Regions from separate parts of the Macaca mulatta genome. Here region 1 is linked to region 2. Evidence: chromatin contacts called from public Hi-C data. All regions are on one chromosome and are shown on one strand. Each heading gives the region's core, a stretch centred on a gene start, on an enhancer-like site or on the middle of the called end of the contact. The rest is flanking DNA. Distances are from core to core; before and after follow the strand shown.

Region 1 (5,100 bases), core at 824-3,323, 52 kb after region 2:
ACCTTTAGACCCTTCTCCAAGATTTCTTCTGCCTTGGCCCCTCGAACTGTGCAGTGGACAGCAATCTTTTCATTTCTCCGGATGCCAAAGGACCTGACAGTGTATCTAGCTGCAGAAAGGGGGTAACAAGGAGTCAGATGCCATCACACCCCCACTACACTCACCTCCTTCCCAGAACACCATCTCCATGACTTAAAGAGGCATTAAGTATTCATCCACACTCTAAGTTGTGGTGTTCTAATTAGTGTCGCCTACATCTATTAATAAGATTTCATCCACAGCAGATTTTCCCATTTCCAGACATCCAGCCATCCTTCAGCAGTTAAGAACAGTCATAATGCCAAAGTTCCAAGAAGGGCAAGTTCACAACCAGAATAAGCCAAAGAAGTCACTAGTAAGATTATCATGGTCCAAAGAAAATAAAGCATTATTGACAATAATCTAGTACTTGCTAAAACCTTATTATTATACTGTTGTCCACATTTTATACGTGAGGTTTTGAGAGGTTTATTAACTTGCACAACTGGTAATAAAAAGCAGGATTGGAATCCAAAGACTTGCCACATTTCACCATCCTAAAGCAACGGCACATATACAACTCATTTTATCTTCCACAATTATCAAGTATTACACCCTCTTTATGCAAATAAAAAAGCAGAGGTCCAGAGAGCCCAGAGTCAGACCAGCAAGTGGTGAAGCCATCACTCAAACCCAGGCAATCTGTATACAACTTTTGAGATAGGGTCAACCAGGCTGTAGTGCAGTAGCACTATCATAGGCCACTGAAGCCTCTCATGCTCCTGTACAGCCCTGTTCTTAAGGCAGCCTATATAACCCTAACTGCTAATCAGATCTAATGATCTTTACTTCGTTCCTGGTATTTCCACTCTATCTCATATCCTAGTTACTTGGGAAAATCTTTACTTGGGCTAGCCTTAGCTTAAGATCTGCTCATATAAAATCCAGTGTTCCAATCCCACATGCAATCTCGAAAACAAAGACACTTTTTGGTCGGCTCATGAATTTAACGCTTTAAGTGATGCCGACTGTCACTTTCTAAACAGACTCGACAGCAGGTAAATTAAACAAACAGGCGACCCAAGTGGGTAGCCCTGTCATTTGTCACTACTCACCTTTGGAAAACACAGGGGTCTGCCCTGTGAGCTGCTCCAAAACCTTGGCAGCTCGGGTCAGTCTGTCTCCACTCTCCCCAACACAGATGTTGAGACAGAGCTTGCGGATGCGAAGTTCCCGCATGGGGTTCTCCTTTTCACCTTGATCCTGCTGCAATGGGGAAGAGCAGCAGTCAATACACTCACAGCTGAGAGCCCTGAGTTTTTACTACTTTCTATCTGCACAGCATTTTTATTTCTGCTCATCCCAAATCGTAACGAAGAAGGTATCACCGTGTTTGGGAGGCATCAAGGAACGAAGTCAGCTCGGGACCTATTCTTCCTCCACGAACGGAACAGGTGAAGAGAAAACTCAGGACAGGTATTGAGTGTTAAAGGTTACGGACACTGAGATCGAACTCTAAGAGGCTCAGGATAACAAAGAGCGCCCCCACTGTAAGGGAAACTAAGGGGAGTAAGCGACGGAATAGAACTTAACTGCTAACAGGAAACACGTGGTTATGCGACGTTCAGCATCCCACTCGGAAGCTGTCTAAAGGCTGGCACCTTCCCTAAGCCGAGCACCCGGCTAAGGTTTCCTAGCACTCAGCAAGTCTCAAGTCCCCGGAACCAGGAAAAGGCGCGGACCCTTGCCTCAGAACCCTCCATTCACCCCATCTGCCCTAGCTGCAGCCTCCTGACAGTGCTTCTGAGCTCTCCCGGCAACTGCCCGGAGCCGCTCCTAAAATGATGGCAGGGAAAGTGACAGAATTCAACCCTGCGTCCTTGGCTCGAACGGCTCTGCCAGTTTTGGGCCGGCAAGCATTGAGGGGTCCATACTCCTCGGGCTGCAGGCGAGGTAGCCCCCGCAAGCTCGGCCTGCCATGGATGGCGACGGATAAAGAAAAGCAAATCCAGATCCCAGCTACTCACCGCCATGATGGGGTGCAGGAAAAGAAAACGGAGCTTCCGGCCCAGGGCCTTATGGGCCAGGAGGCGGGCTTTTTTCCCAGGCTAACCACAGAGATCAAGAAGAGGAAGAGAGGCGCATTTGGCTGCGCAGTGCAGCGTCGGCTTCCCCCTTGTGGGTAGGGCTAGCAACTGCAAGCAACGCTGGCTGAAGACCGGGATTTGGGTTTTCCAAAAATAGTTTTTGAAAGCTCCTAGAATCAGCACGACCTTGAGTTTCCGGACCTTGAAGACGTTCTCTCCTCCCAGTGTCAGGTGCTGGTGGTGCTTGTGTGATGAGACCGCCAAAACTACATTAAATCAATCATGCAAATTATGACGCAAATTTATTCTGTAGCTGGGATTATAGGCGCGCACCACCATATCTGTCTATTTTTTTTGTACTTTTAGTAGAGATGGGGTTTCACCATGTTGGTCGGGCTGGTCTCGAACTCCTGACCTCAAATGATCCACCTGCCTTGGCCTCCTAAAGTGCTGGGATTACAGGAGTGAGCCACCACGCCGGGCACAAATAGAATTTATACAAACGGAATGGTGTGGTAGCTCAAGAGTCCCGAGCTTGAAGACAGGCAGATGTGGTCCTGTCTCGATCAGTTAGTAGCTATGTGACCTTGGGCAAGTTACTACAGGGTGAGTATTCCTAACCTGAAAAGCCTGGGACCAGATGGTTTTTGGATTTGGGATTTTTCCGGATTTTGGAATATTTGCATAAACATAATGAGATATCTTGGAGATGGGACCCAAGTCTGAACATGAAATTAACTTATGTTCCATATACACCTTATACACATAGTGTGAAGGTAATTTTATACAATATTTTAAGTAAGTTTGTTCATGAAACAAAGTTTGTATACATTGAACCATCAGAAACCAAAGGTGTCACTATCTCAGCCACCCTTGTGGACAGTCTCTGGTTGGTTGGCCTAACCATTGTTCCAGACTGTAAATGTATATGCTACTGATAAGCAATACTTTCTTATGCTTATTCACATATGAGTACTTCACAGCAAAATATATGCTATGCCATTAATACCGTGAAAAAGTAATGTGTTCAGGGCAACTAAGCAGCAGAGGAGCATCACCGGAAAACCTGGATCAGCTGTGAAGCAACAGCGACCACCGGCCCCCACCCCACCCGCCACCAGGCCAGCCGCTGTGGCTCACACCTGTAATCCCAGCGCTTTGGGAAGCCGGGGTGGGTGGATCACTTAAGGTCAGGAGTTCGAGACCAGCCTGGCCAACAGGGTGAAACCCCGTTTCTACTGAAAATACAAAAATTAACCGGGCCTGGTGGTGCATGCCCGTAATCCCAGCTACGGGAGGCTGAGGCAGGAGAATCGCTTGAACCTGGGAGAGGAAGCTTGCAGTGAGCCAAGATCACCCCACTGCACTCCAGCCTGGGTGACAGAGCGATACCCTGTCTTAAAACAAATAAACAAACAAAAAACAGCTACCACAAATGGCAGGCTTTCAGTCTCCACCTATGATGCAGTGTTTTGATTAAAAGATTACTGGACACTGTAATTTTTTTTAAGGTGAGAAGAAGCATCAGAAGCAGTTGTGGGAGCAGGAAGTGGGTCCCCTAGGGAAAAGGAGGCGTTCTCCTGGATGGCTTTTTAAAATGTTTCCTCCAGAGTCATCTGCGTTTCTTTTCTTTCTTTTTTATTTTATTTTTTATTTTTTGAGGCACGGTCTTGTTCTGTTGTCCAGGCTGGAGTGTAGTGGTGTGATCTTGGCTCATGGCAGCCATGACCTCCTGGGCTCACATGATCCTCCCACCTCAGCCTCCCACGTAGCTGGAACCACAGGTGCACACCAACATGCCCGGCTAATTTTTAAAATTTTTTGAAGAGATGGGGTCTTGCCGTGTTGCCTGGCCCACAAATCTTTAAAGATGTAACATCATGTTTCGTCTTAAATTTCTGCAACCAGCCAGGTGCAGTGGCTCATACCTGTAATCCCAACAGTTTGGGAGGCCAATATGGGAGGGTGCTTGAGCCTAGGAGTTTACGACCAGCCTGGGCAACATGGCAAGACCCTGTCTCTACAAAAAACTTATTAGCCTGGCATAATGGTGTATGTGTGTGTGTTCCCAGCTACTTGGGAGGCTGAGGTGGGAGGATCGCTTGAGTCTAGGAGGCTGAGTCTGCAGTCAACCATATTTATGTCACTGCACTCCAGCCTGGGTGACAGAGTGAGACCCTGTCCTCACACCCCCAAAAATTCTGCGACCAGCCTGTTGAATATTCAGTTTCCTTAAATTTTCTGTTCATTGTGATAGATCTTGCTTGTTTCACCTTCAGTATACCATTAAGTGGCACATGCTGGATGGATCCATCAGTACAATGCTGATGGATCTACTCTTTCTTTTTTCTTTTTTTTGAAATGGAGTCTTGTTCTGTTGCCTAGGCTGGAGTGCAGTGGCGTGATCTCAAGTCACTGCAACCTCCACCTCCCAGGTTCAAGAAATTCTCCTGCCTCAGCCTCCTGAGTAGCTGGGATTACAGGCACCTGCTACCATGCCCGGCTAATTTTTGTAGTTTTAGTAGAGACAGGGTTTCACCACATTGGCCAGGCTGATCTTGAACACCTGACCTCAAGTGAGCCACCTACCTCAGCCTCCCAAAGTGCTGGGACTATAGGTGTGAGCCATCGTGCTCAGCCAGATGGATCTGCTCTTTCAATACACAATCAAGATCTTCATTTTTTTGCTTTCTGCATTGTTTTTCTCTTTCTCATTAACTTCTGCTCATCATTTTCAGCATATAGAATTTCACCAGTTTATCCTTCTGTTTCTTTTCTTTTTTTTTTGAGAAAAAGTCTCACTCTTGTTGCCCAGGCTGGAGTGCAGTGGCGCAATCTTGGCTCACTGCAACCTCTGCCTCCCAGGTTCAAGCAATTCTCTTGCCTCAGCCTCCTTAGTAGCTGGGATTACAGTCGCCTGCCACCACACCCGGCTAATTTTTTGTACTTTTTTTTTTTTTTTTTTGAGACAGAGTCTCCCTCTATTGCCCAGGCT
Region 2 (4,642 bases), core at 1,202-3,701:
GCCCTAGCCTGCTGATACCTTCTCCCTCAAGTGAGCCAAGATGATAGATGAAAAAGTGAAAACAGAGTTACAGCAATGTCTAATACTAGAAAATCCATGAACATACGTGTGGAATCAAACCCTTGGCTAATAATGGTTTGAAAGCAAGATCTGGTTGCAAATTCAACAGTGCTATATAATCATCTTGCAATTTCACATACAACCTGTAGGAGCTTGTTAGGTTACCAGAAGGTTGAAAGGAACAAGGCCAACATGCCAGCTTGCAGTTTTCCCTCTGCAGTTAACTCATTTCTCAATGTCGACTATTATGCCCTTTGCAAAAATGATCTCCCAACATTTTCTCATCTTCATAATGCTCACTTCACAATGCAAAGCTAGAAATTCAGGGTGATTTTTTATCTAGAAAAAGCCCAAATCCTCAAACAAACAAAATCATTAATAATTCAACTAGGTTAAGGTGGAATAAGCCTTTTCCTAATTTTATATTTCATGCAAATCAACCAATAGAAAAACTACTTCCAAATCTAAATTCTAGTTAAAAAAAAAAAAAAAAAGACTGTAGACACTCATAGAATATTTTTATCTGACAGAAATAAAGAACAAATGGGGCATTGCTTTAAGGTATCAAACGTCAGTCACAGATCTTACAGTGTTTAGGAAAACAAACTAGTACTAAAATAATGACCATTTATTAGACGTCCACAAGGCGTTACTGTAAAAAGAAACTTGTAAGCATGCCTGACCACTAGGTACGGTACTGAAGCTGCAACAGAAAACATGGCACAATGAAAGCATTTTAAATTTTCCCAGATTTGTAACTAAAATGGCTTCCTGAAGAAGTGAATCTTCGAGCTAGGTATGAACGAGAACCCTTAAAAAGTGGTCTGATGGTGAGAGGCTGTGTACGGCCTTTGGAATTGGAGAAACCTTACCTCCAATAGGCTAGAACAAGGTAAAGAGAAAGTGGCTCTTCAAGAAAAAAAAAAAAAAAAAACAAAAAAAAAACCCCGAAGAACGACGATTGGTATCTTCTGAGCACTGACTTTCAGCCTGGTACCTTAGCCTTTCAGGTTAGTCCTAGGAAGCAGCAGGTGAGGAAGAGGCTCCGCAAAGCAGTTCCCCCACGGCCCTAGCGCTCCCTCCACGACTTCCTCTTCCACCAGGACTGAGCTCCAACTCCAAGAACTGCCCGCCCGGGCCAGAATGATGACGGAGAATGCCAAACACGTAGTGCTTTCATCGTTGTATTTCCACTTAAAAAATCCTGACAGCCGAGTTCAACACCAGCCTGGCCAACCCAGTGAAATCCGTCTCTACTAAAAATACAAAAATTAGCCAGGCGTGGTGGCAGGCGCCTGTAATCCCACCTACTGGGGAGGCTAAGGCAGAGAACTGCTTGAACCCAGGAGGCGGAGGTTGCAGGGAGCCGAGATCGCGTCACTGCACACCAGCCTGGGCGACCAGAGCAAGACTGGTCTCAAAGAAAAAAAAAATACAACCACCAGACTGTCTCCTGGAGACCATGGAGAAGTGAGTGACAAGAACGCTTTTAACTTAATGTTCAGTTTGTACAATAAACAACAAAAACTAGTTAACTACAATTAAAAACAGTTGCCCATCATTCGAACAACGAGAAACGGTAGCTTTTACCTTCCTATTAATCGCCAAAAGGAAACCTAGCTGCGACTTCCAACCCCGGGCCCACGCCTCTTTTTCAATTCAAACCTAAGTTTTCAGGAGTACGCCTAGGTGACGTGAGGCTTTATTCTGTTTTGAAAGAGATTCACTGAGAAAGCGAAAGGTCCACGTTCTGATATCCAGCCGGAGAGTAGTAACCGCGTCTCCGAGAGGCGCGGACGACACCACGAGCCCAGGCTCCGCAGCGTTCGGGCGCCCGGTCTCCTCCTCCCGGCGAACACGCACCCGCTGGTGAGTCCGCGCCGCTCCGCGGGGAGCCGGACACCAGCGCAGGCACCGGGCGGCCAGCGAGGCGGTGGCCAGCGCCCTCCCGCCCCGGGCGCGCTCTCCCGCAGGAAACAGCTGGCTCGGGACGCCACGGGAGCGCCTCCGGGAGGAAGCGCTGGGCACGCGGTGTCCACACCGGGCGCGCCCCCGTCCCGGGCCCGTGAAGGAGGGGGAGCGGCCGGGGCCCGGCGTCCCGACGCCCGACGCACGGGGTCCCAGCGCGCGAGCAGCGGCCAATGGCCGCGAACTTCACGACCCCAGCCCCGCGGGGCCTGGCTCAGGGTCCCAGTCCCCGAACCCCGCCGCGCCCGGGCCGCGACCGTTACGGGGCCCGCACCGACCCAACGCCCACCCCGCTACGCGCCGCCCCCTCGCTCACCTTCTTAGGGTCCGGGTTCGCGACCAGGCGCGCCTGCAGCTTCTCCACAACTTGGAGCGCCGACTCCGCCGCCATCGCTGTCACTGGCGCGGCCTCCTCGCCGGAACTGGGCTCGCGTCGCGTCCTCGGGCCGCAGCTCCGCCCTCCGTGCATCCCCGGCGGAGACGGAAGCGCGCCTGGCCCCTTCCGGGCCTCGGCTGGGGTGTGCGGGGGGCGGCGGGCCGCAGGCTCCGCCCCCAGGGCCAGGTCCCCAGCGCCCACCCAGCGGCCGCGCACGCCTCGCGCCCCGGGCCCAGGTGTGCGCGCTGAGCGCTGGGGGCTGCTCGGACCGTGTGCGCCTCCGCCGCAGGCACCCCAGCTCCCGGTGCTCGCGTGCTGAGCCCAAGCCTGGAAGACCTCTCCAGGGTCTAGTTCAAGACGGAATGAGGCCAGCGTGCCAGACTCTGGCTTTATAAATCCTAACGCTTTCCCCCTCCCGGGGCCTAGCCACGCCCTAATGAACACCCTGTCAGGGGTCCCGGGCTGGTGCCCGCCCTAGGAGTCCTAAGGTACTCGCGGTAGCAGCCACCCTAGGCTGAGCATACGATGCGTCAGTAGTTAGACTATATTTTCCAGCCTCAGTACAACCTGATGAAACGAGTTGTATCATCTTCATTTTGCAGATGAGGAAACTGAGGTTCAAGGAGATCAAATTAACTTGCAGATGGCCGCAGAACAGGAAAGAACTGAAAATGGAACCTGAATCTAAGATATCTAGGACCACTGTGAGCGCACATTTCTGAACAGGTCCAGGAATTGAGGCCCAGAGAAAGGGATTCGTCAAGATCCAAACAGCTTAGTTCCTTCCATGAGGCAATAATAGCCCATGTGTCTTGTTTTCCCCACAGTGTCTGGCACATAGGCACCGAATAAATACTTCTTGAATGGACAGATAGATAGATGTTTCCTCTGATGACCTGCCAATGAGCCGTAGGGCTTGAATCAGAAGAGCCCAAGATACCATTCTTCAGGCCGCCTACTCTCATCCTAAAAGCACTAAGTTTTACCATTACTAATATTACCACTAAAAAGAGCAACTAAATAGTTGCAAACTGACTTAATCAAAGTACCAGCATTGATTAAATCTCATTTGATCAGATCAAAGTAGAACCTAATCAGATCTTCAGCAGCAAACTGGCAGTGCACCTAGCCTGATCTCTCCCTCAAAGCAGGAAAGCCCAGAAATTCTTCCAGATTCCAGCTCTGGAAGAAACAAAAACACCTTAAACACAAGTTGTTTCTTCAAATGAGCATCCATTCACTCACTATGCTGAAAAGCCCTCCCTACCATGTCCCCACTCCTCCATTTGGTGCCCCTCCCCCAGTTCCCTAAGCAACTGACCACCTTTTTAAGGTGTAAATGGTCAGTTTATTTATCTGTCTTGTCACTGGGCTGTTTATTTATCAAGTACAGTAACCGACCTGTCCAACTTTGAATCTCTGCCACCTAGCATCATCTAGACCTTATAATCAGCATTGGATATAAAGTCCATACAAGACTAATGACCATCCACTTGGTGCCTTAAGGCTCAACTGAGGGATGTAGTGGAAAAGGCATTGAACTGAGTGTGAGAAAACTTTGATTCTAGTCCCAGCAGTAGTGTCTCCCTCCTCTGCACAGCAAATACTTTTACATTTTATATTCCTTCCATTTTGAAAATGTACCACTAGTGTAATGGAATACAGACTGATTCTTGAAGCAGAATTGCTGAGTAATTGGCCTGGCACATACTCGGGACACATGGAACATTCTGCAAATGTTACCCAGGGAGAGTTCAATAACCAAAATGCAAAGAAACAATGAGACTGGGCACAGTGGCTCACGCCTGTAATCGCAACACTTTGGGGGTCAAGACAGGAGGATTGCTTGAGCCCAGGAGTTTGAGACCAGCCTAGGTCACATAGTAAGACCCAGTCTCTACAAAAAATATAAAAATTTTAAAATTAGCCAGGCATGGTGGTGTGTGCCTATGGTCCCAGCTACTTGGGAGGCTGAGTTGGGAGAACCACTTGAGCCCAGGAGATCAAGACTGCAGTGAGCCATGATTGCACCACTGTGCTCCAGCCTGGGCAACAGAAAAAAAAAAAAAAAGAGAGAGAGAAACAAAACAATGAAAGTTTCTGGGGGATCCTGGAGTGGGTGCACTGCTCCCCCACAGCCACTCCTATGTCAGCCTGAGCCAGGCTTACCTGCAAAATACTCTTACATTTGGATATGTGACTTTTTTTTGAGAGAGAGAGAGTCTCACTCTGTCTTGC

Evidence for each region. Hi-C and Micro-C count contacts between places; a contact is called where the count stands out from the background.
Region 1: a Hi-C map of cortical neurons shows a contact between it and region 2, with 4 times the contacts expected there. The contact joins the promoter of RPL11 here to the promoter of ELOA in region 2. A contact is called at or near these places in 5 of 14 Hi-C or Micro-C datasets (CD4 T cells, blood, cortical neurons and 2 more).

Annotation. Positions count from the first base shown.
Region 1 is chr1:217,305,887-217,310,986 of T2T-MMU8v2.0, forward strand. RPL11 (ribosomal protein L11) reads right to left here and starts at 2,074. Exons shown (of 6, transcript XM_077970052.1): 1 at 2,046-2,074; 2 at 1,134-1,281; 3 at 3-109. The coding sequence starts at 2,051. It also overlaps the pseudogene LOC144335247.
Region 2 is chr1:217,253,447-217,258,088 of T2T-MMU8v2.0, forward strand. ELOA (elongin A) reads right to left here and starts at 2,452. Exons shown (of 11, transcript XR_013405952.1): 1 at 2,345-2,452. It also overlaps the pseudogene LOC144335247.